Linked DNA regions of Mus musculus: region 1 is linked to region 2. Evidence: chromatin contacts called from public HiChIP or PLAC-seq data. All regions are on one chromosome and are shown on one strand. Each heading gives the region's core, a stretch centred on a gene start, on an enhancer-like site or on the middle of the called end of the contact. The rest is flanking DNA. Distances are from core to core; before and after follow the strand shown. Region 1 overlaps Farsb (phenylalanyl-tRNA synthetase, beta subunit). Region 2 holds the start of Sgpp2 (sphingosine-1-phosphate phosphatase 2).

Region 1 (3,722 bases), core at 1,203-3,702, 140 kb after region 2:
ATTTAAATTTAAACTAGCCTACAACTTAGGTAAAAACCATGACCCTTAAACTAGAGACACGAGACATATAGCTCTAAATACAAATGCGAATGCATTTGGCCTCATTTTGCTTTTTAAATTAAGAAAAAAGAAGAATGACAACACCTGTCTTGGGAAATGACATGAACACAGCGAGCTACCTCTGTTCACATGGGCTGAACAAAAGCTCAGCACAGCTTTTCCACAGGTAAAAGCTACTAGCCATGCTGGCACAGATGGCCTTTTATCGTCCCAATAGCCAGATACCGAGGCAGTCAGGCTGCCGGTAAGCTCTGACCAGGGACTGAGTATCTACCAGGCAGCCATCAATGTCACCACTACACTCTAGACACTACACAGCAAGGATTACTGCGTCTATGAAGCAGATGGAGAGCCAAATCAAGGCAATGAAGGGAAGTTGCCCAAAGTCGAGCTCAGGTTAATCATTATCAATCCCACAGCTATGAAGTTACAAATCAGGTCGTGCTCAGGACTGACTAAACCGCATTCTCTCTCCACTGCCCTACGGTGCACCATAAAGGATTTAGGAGGTTAACAGTATAAGAATAAATGCATGCCTTGCCATATAGTTGTTTAATACAGTCAAAGACGTGCATTCTTGAAACATTTTTAGTACAAAAAAACAGATGTTTTACTTCTCCCAAGTTTTTATGATTCTTAAAATTTTTTAAGTCACTGAAATAAATTATTTTTTTTTAAATCTGGAATCTGTGTCCATCAATAGTATTTTAATTTATGAAGATTATCTTCTCAGTAACTCCTGACTGAATAGACACAGAGAAAGAACGGTTTTCACCAGTTAACACTTCCTGCATGCTAAGCTTGAGGCACTCTAGTCTTCCTTACACGAGAATGCCCAGTGACACTAGTGGACTGACACAAACTAAACACTTATTTTCTCAATACATAACTAAAGTCTGGAAAGAGGCAAGCACAGGGAGGCAACTACCATGCCAGGCCAGGAGCACAGAGTGGATCCTATTCCAAAGCAGCCTAAGGGACGAGTGCCGCGCTGCCACCTGTGCTACTGTTCCCACCAAGGACCAAGAACTCCGATATCTAAACTCTCTAATCAAAGGTGAGGCTAAGGATAATATTAAAATCAGGCAGGTATAAATGCCAGGGAACCCAACAATATGTGTAAACTAATATGAGAGGCCTAATTCTGCTGCAGAAATGTAAACACACACATACACACACACACACACACACACACACACACACACACACACACACACACAGTCTTTCTCCTCCTGAAGGGAGAAAATGAAGTGCAACAGAGCTAAATGGCCCTTTCATACTGCTGACTTGCTTCTGGGTCCTCCTGCCATGTGGTCCCCATGTGTTGGTGTCAAGGCCTCCACTTGAACACAGGCATGCACTGAACCCACTTTGTAGCTCCACACTCACCGTGAGAGAACAGGCCGACAGTAAGGCCGCCATTCCAAGGGCTCACCAATGCAAATGAGAAGCTGCCTTAGTTTGGTAATCTTTGCCTTGGTCTACTTTTTCCTAATCTCCAAATTATTTAAAGTGAACCTTTCTTGATAACAGTAAAATATCTAGACCAAAACCACAGAAGTTTTAAAGCAATTTATGTGCTTTGAGGAACTATAGCAAAAAAAAATTTACAGTTAAAACTTTAAAAAAGAGCTGCAAACAGAGTCAGTTGACAGAGTGCTTTAGCACTGCACGGTGGCACTAGCATCTCATGTTCAAGGGCATCCTCGGGGACACAGTGAGTTTAACGCTATCTTAGGCTACATGAGCCCTTCTCTTCAAAAAGATAAAAAATAAAATTAAAGTTTATTTCTTTTAAGAAAAGTTTCAGGATATTTATAACTTATGTGGGAAATAATAAACTAACTTCTAGGTTTAATTTTGCAATACTTTGAGGGCTGCGTGTTAACCTCATTATTTAGGTGTCCTCCCTACCCCACGGTTTTTCACATTTTCCAGAGGTACCACCCCCTCTGGATTTGGTTCTTCATATTTTGTTTAAACATTCACTCTCCATTCCCATCATCGCCCACAGAAAAATGATGAGGTATGCTAAAACTCCCACCTCCTTGCCTTCTGCAGGAGAGGCCATATTACATCACAGGAAGTAAAGACTGCATGCCACAAAGTAAGAACTATTTAGATTTCATGCCAAGGCTAGGGTTTGTTGGAAATGCCTTGGTTCTTTATAACTCAGTTAACAGACCTCTTGTGTCATGCCATCAAACAATTCTGCTTCTTAAATGGGCCTGCCAAGTATGTCAGCCTAAATTATCCATGTATTGCACAGACTTCAAAGTACTGCCTGGAGAGAGCTGATCTAAACCACCCAAAGGAGGGGTGGCTAGATGCAGTTCTGTGAGCTCAAAGAATACAACACATGAGGGTTTGTTTGGTTTGTTTAAGGAAAAGAAAAGGGAGTGGCACACAGTGCTGAGCATGTGACTCATATCCTAGGCTTTGCCATCGGCTTCCAGGCAGTGTAGATCCTGTTGCACCAATGATTAGAGGGGAATTAGTGGTTTCTGGTAATAATATCATCTAGGGTACAGAGTCATCCTTACACTCACATGTACCCAGACGCCAAATAAAGATGCTGTCAGAACAAAAGTGTAAGGGGAGAACAAAAAGCTTCTGGAAAAATCAAGGGCTGATACTGTGCTCATGCTGGAGATTCACAGTAGGCCAGACTCAGAGAATGAAGCACTTCACTGGTGCATCTATGGCTACCTTTCCAGCAGCATTTTCAACACTGGTACTCACAAAACCGTAACTCATGCTGCAGACCTGCCTCCTAAAGAATTTTAGCATGTTCTAAATGACCACAGCTAATGTAGGGAACCAAGAATCCTGATGTATTCCTTACAGGACTATAAATTAGTATAGTGAAATAAGTAAGCAAAGGCATGGAAGTGAAGGAGGGACTAGATGGGGAGATCAGCGGCAGTGACGGGGTTACAGGCCATGAGGGTGTGAATAAAACACAGGGCACAATAGGCAGTGGGTGCCCTTAATCCCAGCACCAGGCAAAGGCAGTCAGACTGGAGGCCAGCCTGGTTTACAAGTTCCAACCAAACCAGATGTAGCTGTTTTAAGAAAAAAGAGGAGAACAGGAAGAAAAGAAAATGGCATAGTAAAATCCATTTTATAGGTATAATTAATGTATGCAATATAGTACCATATACGACATATGTATAGACATAACTATATGCTGGGTATGTTGGCTCATGTGAACCTGTAAGCAGGATGTAAGTTTGAAGATAGGCAAGATCACAGAGCAAGACCTGACTCAAAACCAACAAAGTCAAAACAAAAACAAAAACAAAAAAGAGAAAAAAAATCAGTTAAAAAGTTTAGAAAATAATTTACTAAATTATCAAATATTTAAATGTATATACCTAGGGACTGACAATTATTTCTAAAATAATTATTTGCTCAAGGGAAAATGATACTCACTTAAAGACATACTTTAGGAAAAGTCTCAGGACCATCATTCATTCATGCTCACTCTGCTTTCCATATGGTAGACTATTATACAACTATTAAAAATGAGATCACTAGTATGCATCCAGATAGGTTAGATTAAGTGTAACCGCATCTGTATAAACTACAAAACTATCACTTTCTTTGTAGCTGCACACAGAAGTGTAACATGGCCACAGATATATGCAAGGACAGGCAGT
Region 2 (4,013 bases), core at 660-3,159:
TGCATATTGCTGTAACTGGCTCGTGATGCCTCTGAAGATTTTCACAACAGTCTCTTAAGAAAGACAATAAATGAAGACTAGTGTCTCATCATAGAAGGAAACAAAAACCACGGTGACTTATCTCAGGGTTCATGAGTCACTAAAAACTTGAGTCAAAGACCTGAAAGAAATCTAATTTGGTACCACATTAAGTATGACATATTTTGACATATTTTTAGGTTTCTCTCTCTCTCTCTCTCTCTCTCTCTCTCTGTCTCTCTCTCTCTCTCTCTCTTTCTGAAATAGAAAGGTTGGAGCGACCCATTTAGGAGACATGCAATTCAAGGGTCTTCCTGGGAGAACATATTCTTTAAATGTATAAAGGCTCAGGTTGGGAGCTACTGTAATGTCAGCTGTTAAAATCAAACTTTGGGGGTGGGAGAGGACTGAAATGCTGGCTCAGCAGTTAAGAGCACTGGCTGATCTTCCAGAGGTCCTAAGTTCAACTCCAGCAACCATATGGTGGCTCACAACCATCTGTAATGGGATCTGATGCCCACTTCTGGTGTGCTCATACACATAAAAATAAATAAATAAATCTTTAAAAACAAAAATCACTACAGCACTAGGGGTGGAGGCAACTGCCTTTTCAGCCACACATGACTGAGTATGACATAGGGCTGCATTTTCCTCTGGAAGAGGAAAGAAAATAGAATCTCTGAACAAGCCACTGCTGACTTAGCGACCTTGACATGTTCTCCAGATAGGACTAAGGAACAAGGGAGTCAGAAAACTGGAATGAGAGGGGACCAGATCATCTTCACGTATCAGGAACCGAAGACTTCCCAGCCTAGAAGGACAACTGGATAAGCAAGGGTGGTGGCAGGTGTTCATGCACGGTCCTTTATTCCGCCAAATAGCAGGCTTTAAAAGGGCGGCCAGGAAACCCCCCCCCCCCCCCCCGCAGCCTTCTGTTCCCAACTAAGGATTGGATTATAGTTTTGCTGCAGGCCAATCACCTGGCCCTCGTTTAACTGTTGCTTCTCACTCCCTGCAATGAGGTACAGAGGTCATCTTAGGATCTCAGAGACCCGGAAGGGAGGTTTAGGAAAGCTCAGGAAAAACCATCTGCAGGACGTTTCCTTTGCTCTTCTAAGCAGTGGCTGGCGCCTGGTAGTCGCTCAGTACCTTGTTCCCTTTGGGTCTAAAGTCTTCCCAAGGCCAAAAGGGAGGAGGTATGTGGGAGGGAGGGAGAAAGAGAGGAAGAGAGAGAGAGAGAGAGAGAGAGAGAGAGAGAGAGAGAGAGAGAGAGAGAGAGAGAGAGAGAGACCACACACACACACACACACACACACAGCGGGTAGGAGAGAGAAAGAGATTTCTATTTTTCCATAAAATCACCCGGGTTGACTCTCCGCATTTCTGCTATTCTTTCTCAAATTTGAATGAGGTGACTGGCCTGTGAGAAGGAAACATTTCAGGAAGTTTAGAAATCACTGAGAATTCTCCCTAGGAACCAGACTCCCTGGGAATTAAGTCTTTCAGAAAACAAGCAAAGGTTGGGGCAGGGAGCTGGGATGTGGGGGACACATGTGTAGTGGCGACCAGTTTCACCTTGAACTCCAGATTTGAAAGGAGGGTCACAAAGCGTCCAGGCTTCCGGCAGCACTTGGAAGGATGCGCGGGAGTGGGGATGGCGCATAGGTCATGCACGTGGACCCGTCCACGCAGTTGCAAGCACACTCTCCAGCAGGCAGGTAAGGGGCTGGGGCCGCCCGGTTGGCTAGGAAGGGGACGGTGACGTGTGCAAGGTGGTGGCGGACACCTGGGCTTGCCCGCGTGTAGGGCGGGCGCTAGGACCCGGGTGGCGCACCTGTTGGCTGGCACCGCGCCCCGCCCGTCCTGCGCTGGGAGCATCGGGCTGCGGAACGCGAGGCCAGGGCGCACGCTGAGGACACGGACGCGCGTGGCTGCGGGTCGGAGGAACGGGGTCACGGCTCACCATGGCCGAACTGCTGCGGAGCCTGCGGGATTCACAGCTCGTGGCGCGCTTCCAGCGCCGCTGCGGGCTCTTCCCAGCGCGGGAGGTCAGTCCTAGGGAGAAGGGCCTTTCGAAGTGGGCGACAGGGGTCCCGGAGGTCTCTCATCTCTCCGACAACCGGGATTCGGTGTCTGCCGTTGGGGAGGAGGGCGACGGCCGCCTGCTTACCTGCGGCTCCGGGTGACTCCTAGATGGGGATTGGAGGGCTCCAACCGCCGCCACCCGGCTTCCATCCTAGGAAGGGCACGGCGGGGAACAGTCACCCGATGCCACCCTTTCTCGCTGCAGGTGGCAGTCAGTCACTTCTTTTCAGACACCACCTTTGCATGCATCCGCGGAAAGACTTTCTACTTTAATTACTTTAGTGAGTAAGTTCGTTAGATTCCACCCAAAGTGTGAGAGTTACGTAACTGAAAAGAGGAGCGGGGATGTCCTTGGCACTTCCCTGGGACACAGCCTGAGAACTCCTCAAAGTCCTTAGGTTGCTGCCGCATCCCCCCTTCCTACTCCGTGCAGACATCCCAGTCGCGCGCTTTGCTTTGCTGAACACCCGCCCTGGACTCCTCTGGGAATTCACAGCCCCGCCCCCCAGCTAACCTAACCTCAGAGATGGGAGTTCAACACTGTCTCCCTCCCGACGTCCCCCTAGTTTTGGAGGCACTGGTTGGTCTTTTATGATTGGCTCTTACGGCCTTTTCGGTAGATGCTTTGCATCCGGAGCAAGGTTATACAACCCTACTGCAGCTTTGCGTTATGAGGTGCACAGGGACTCCTCCAGGCTGAAAGGACCAGGCAGGCGGCAGATGGCAGCTAGGAAAGCTTGTCTCCCTTGGGCACCACCAGCAGCTGCCCTTTCCCTCGGCTTAAGTAGAAAATAACAAACCAGGACAGAAGCAATTCTACTCCGCCTCCCCCACCCCCCTTCTTCAGTGTTTTATTCTTTCTGAGAGATTCTGGTGACTGGAAGGTGACACGTCCTTATATATAGATAACTACTTAAGAACCTGGCGCTTGTGTAGGACAGAATAATAGAGGCATCAAATTACAGAATTCATTTGAAAAGTGGCAGTAGGCTAGTTGTGTATTCTCAGCTAGAGAAATTCTTCAAAATATTTTCACTTTATAGTTACTTCACGGCATGCTGATAGCTTTGAGATTAATTCAAGACATCTCTCTTTGCCAGAGCCTTGCCTCAAAAGGTGCTAGCACATAAGCCCAATGCCCCACCCCCACGGGAAGCGTTTTCCTGTACAGGCGCTCTGTTTAGGCTCAGGACCAGCGCGGGGGTGGGGGTGGGGGGCTGCACTCTATCCGACTTGTCTCCCCTGTACCTGCTCTTCCTCATTCAGGACTGAATTTTTCCACTAATGTTTCTTAAATTGTTTTTACACAATCCCCTTGATTACTTGCCTGCACATTCTGGGGAAGGCTTCTTCCTTCTTGTAGTCCCAGATAGTCTGGGGAATCAAGGAGTGGGGTTCTCGTTCCCAGCGCTTGGATTACTGAAGTCCATGAAATAAGTAAAAGAAAACTGAAAGTTCAGGATATTAAATCCCTGTAGTAGCCATAACAGGAAAAAAATTAACTCAAGACCTTTTGATAAGGGAAGGGTTCATGAGGTTTTTTTTGTTTTTAGGTTCATTTTAAAAGATGTGGAAAGGTTAATCCTTAACAAACACATGGAACGTTCCCCCTGAGAAGTAATTGCATCCCTGCCCCCAGATAACTCACAGGGCTTCAAGGGGGCCACTGGGATAACTCTGCCCACAGCCCTGTTTTCTTTCTCCCTTGGTTTTTACAAACCAGGTGGTGGCTGAACAGCCCTTCCAGTGTTTTTTGTTTGTTTGTTTGTTTTTGTTTTTTGTTTTCTTGGGGTTTTTTGTTGTTGTTTGTTTTTTAACTGTATGGATCTGTAGCCCAGGCTAGCCTTGAACTGATAAAACTGCCTGAGCCTCCCAAGGGCTGGGGTTTTAGGTATGTACTGTCAAAGCAG

What was found. HiChIP or PLAC-seq counts read pairs in DNA pulled down with a chosen protein or histone mark.
Region 1: an HNF4G HiChIP or PLAC-seq map of pancreatic cancer cells shows a contact between it and region 2. The contact joins the enhancer-like site here to the promoter of Sgpp2 in region 2. A contact is called at or near these places in 1 of 484 Hi-C or Micro-C datasets (nephron progenitors), 2 of 115 datasets of contacts at active chromatin or transcription factors (embryonic stem cells and pancreatic cancer cells) and 1 of 9 other capture datasets (pancreatic islet).

Annotation. Positions count from the first base shown.
Region 1 is chr1:78,445,954-78,449,675 of GRCm38.p6, forward strand. The region is part of intron 15 of Farsb (phenylalanyl-tRNA synthetase, beta subunit); the gene reads right to left. Among named protein-coding and RNA genes, the nearest start is that of Farsb, 41 kb to the right of the region's middle. Within about 2 kb of position 2,453, at least 59 of the 459 cell types and tissues checked have an H3K27ac peak or open chromatin away from gene starts, as enhancers often do. A contact at or near this core is called in pancreatic cancer cells, where this site is marked.
Region 2 is chr1:78,308,437-78,312,449 of GRCm38.p6, forward strand. Sgpp2 (sphingosine-1-phosphate phosphatase 2) reads left to right here and starts at 1,910. Exons shown (of 5, transcript NM_001004173.2): 1 at 1,910-2,066. The coding sequence starts at 1,983.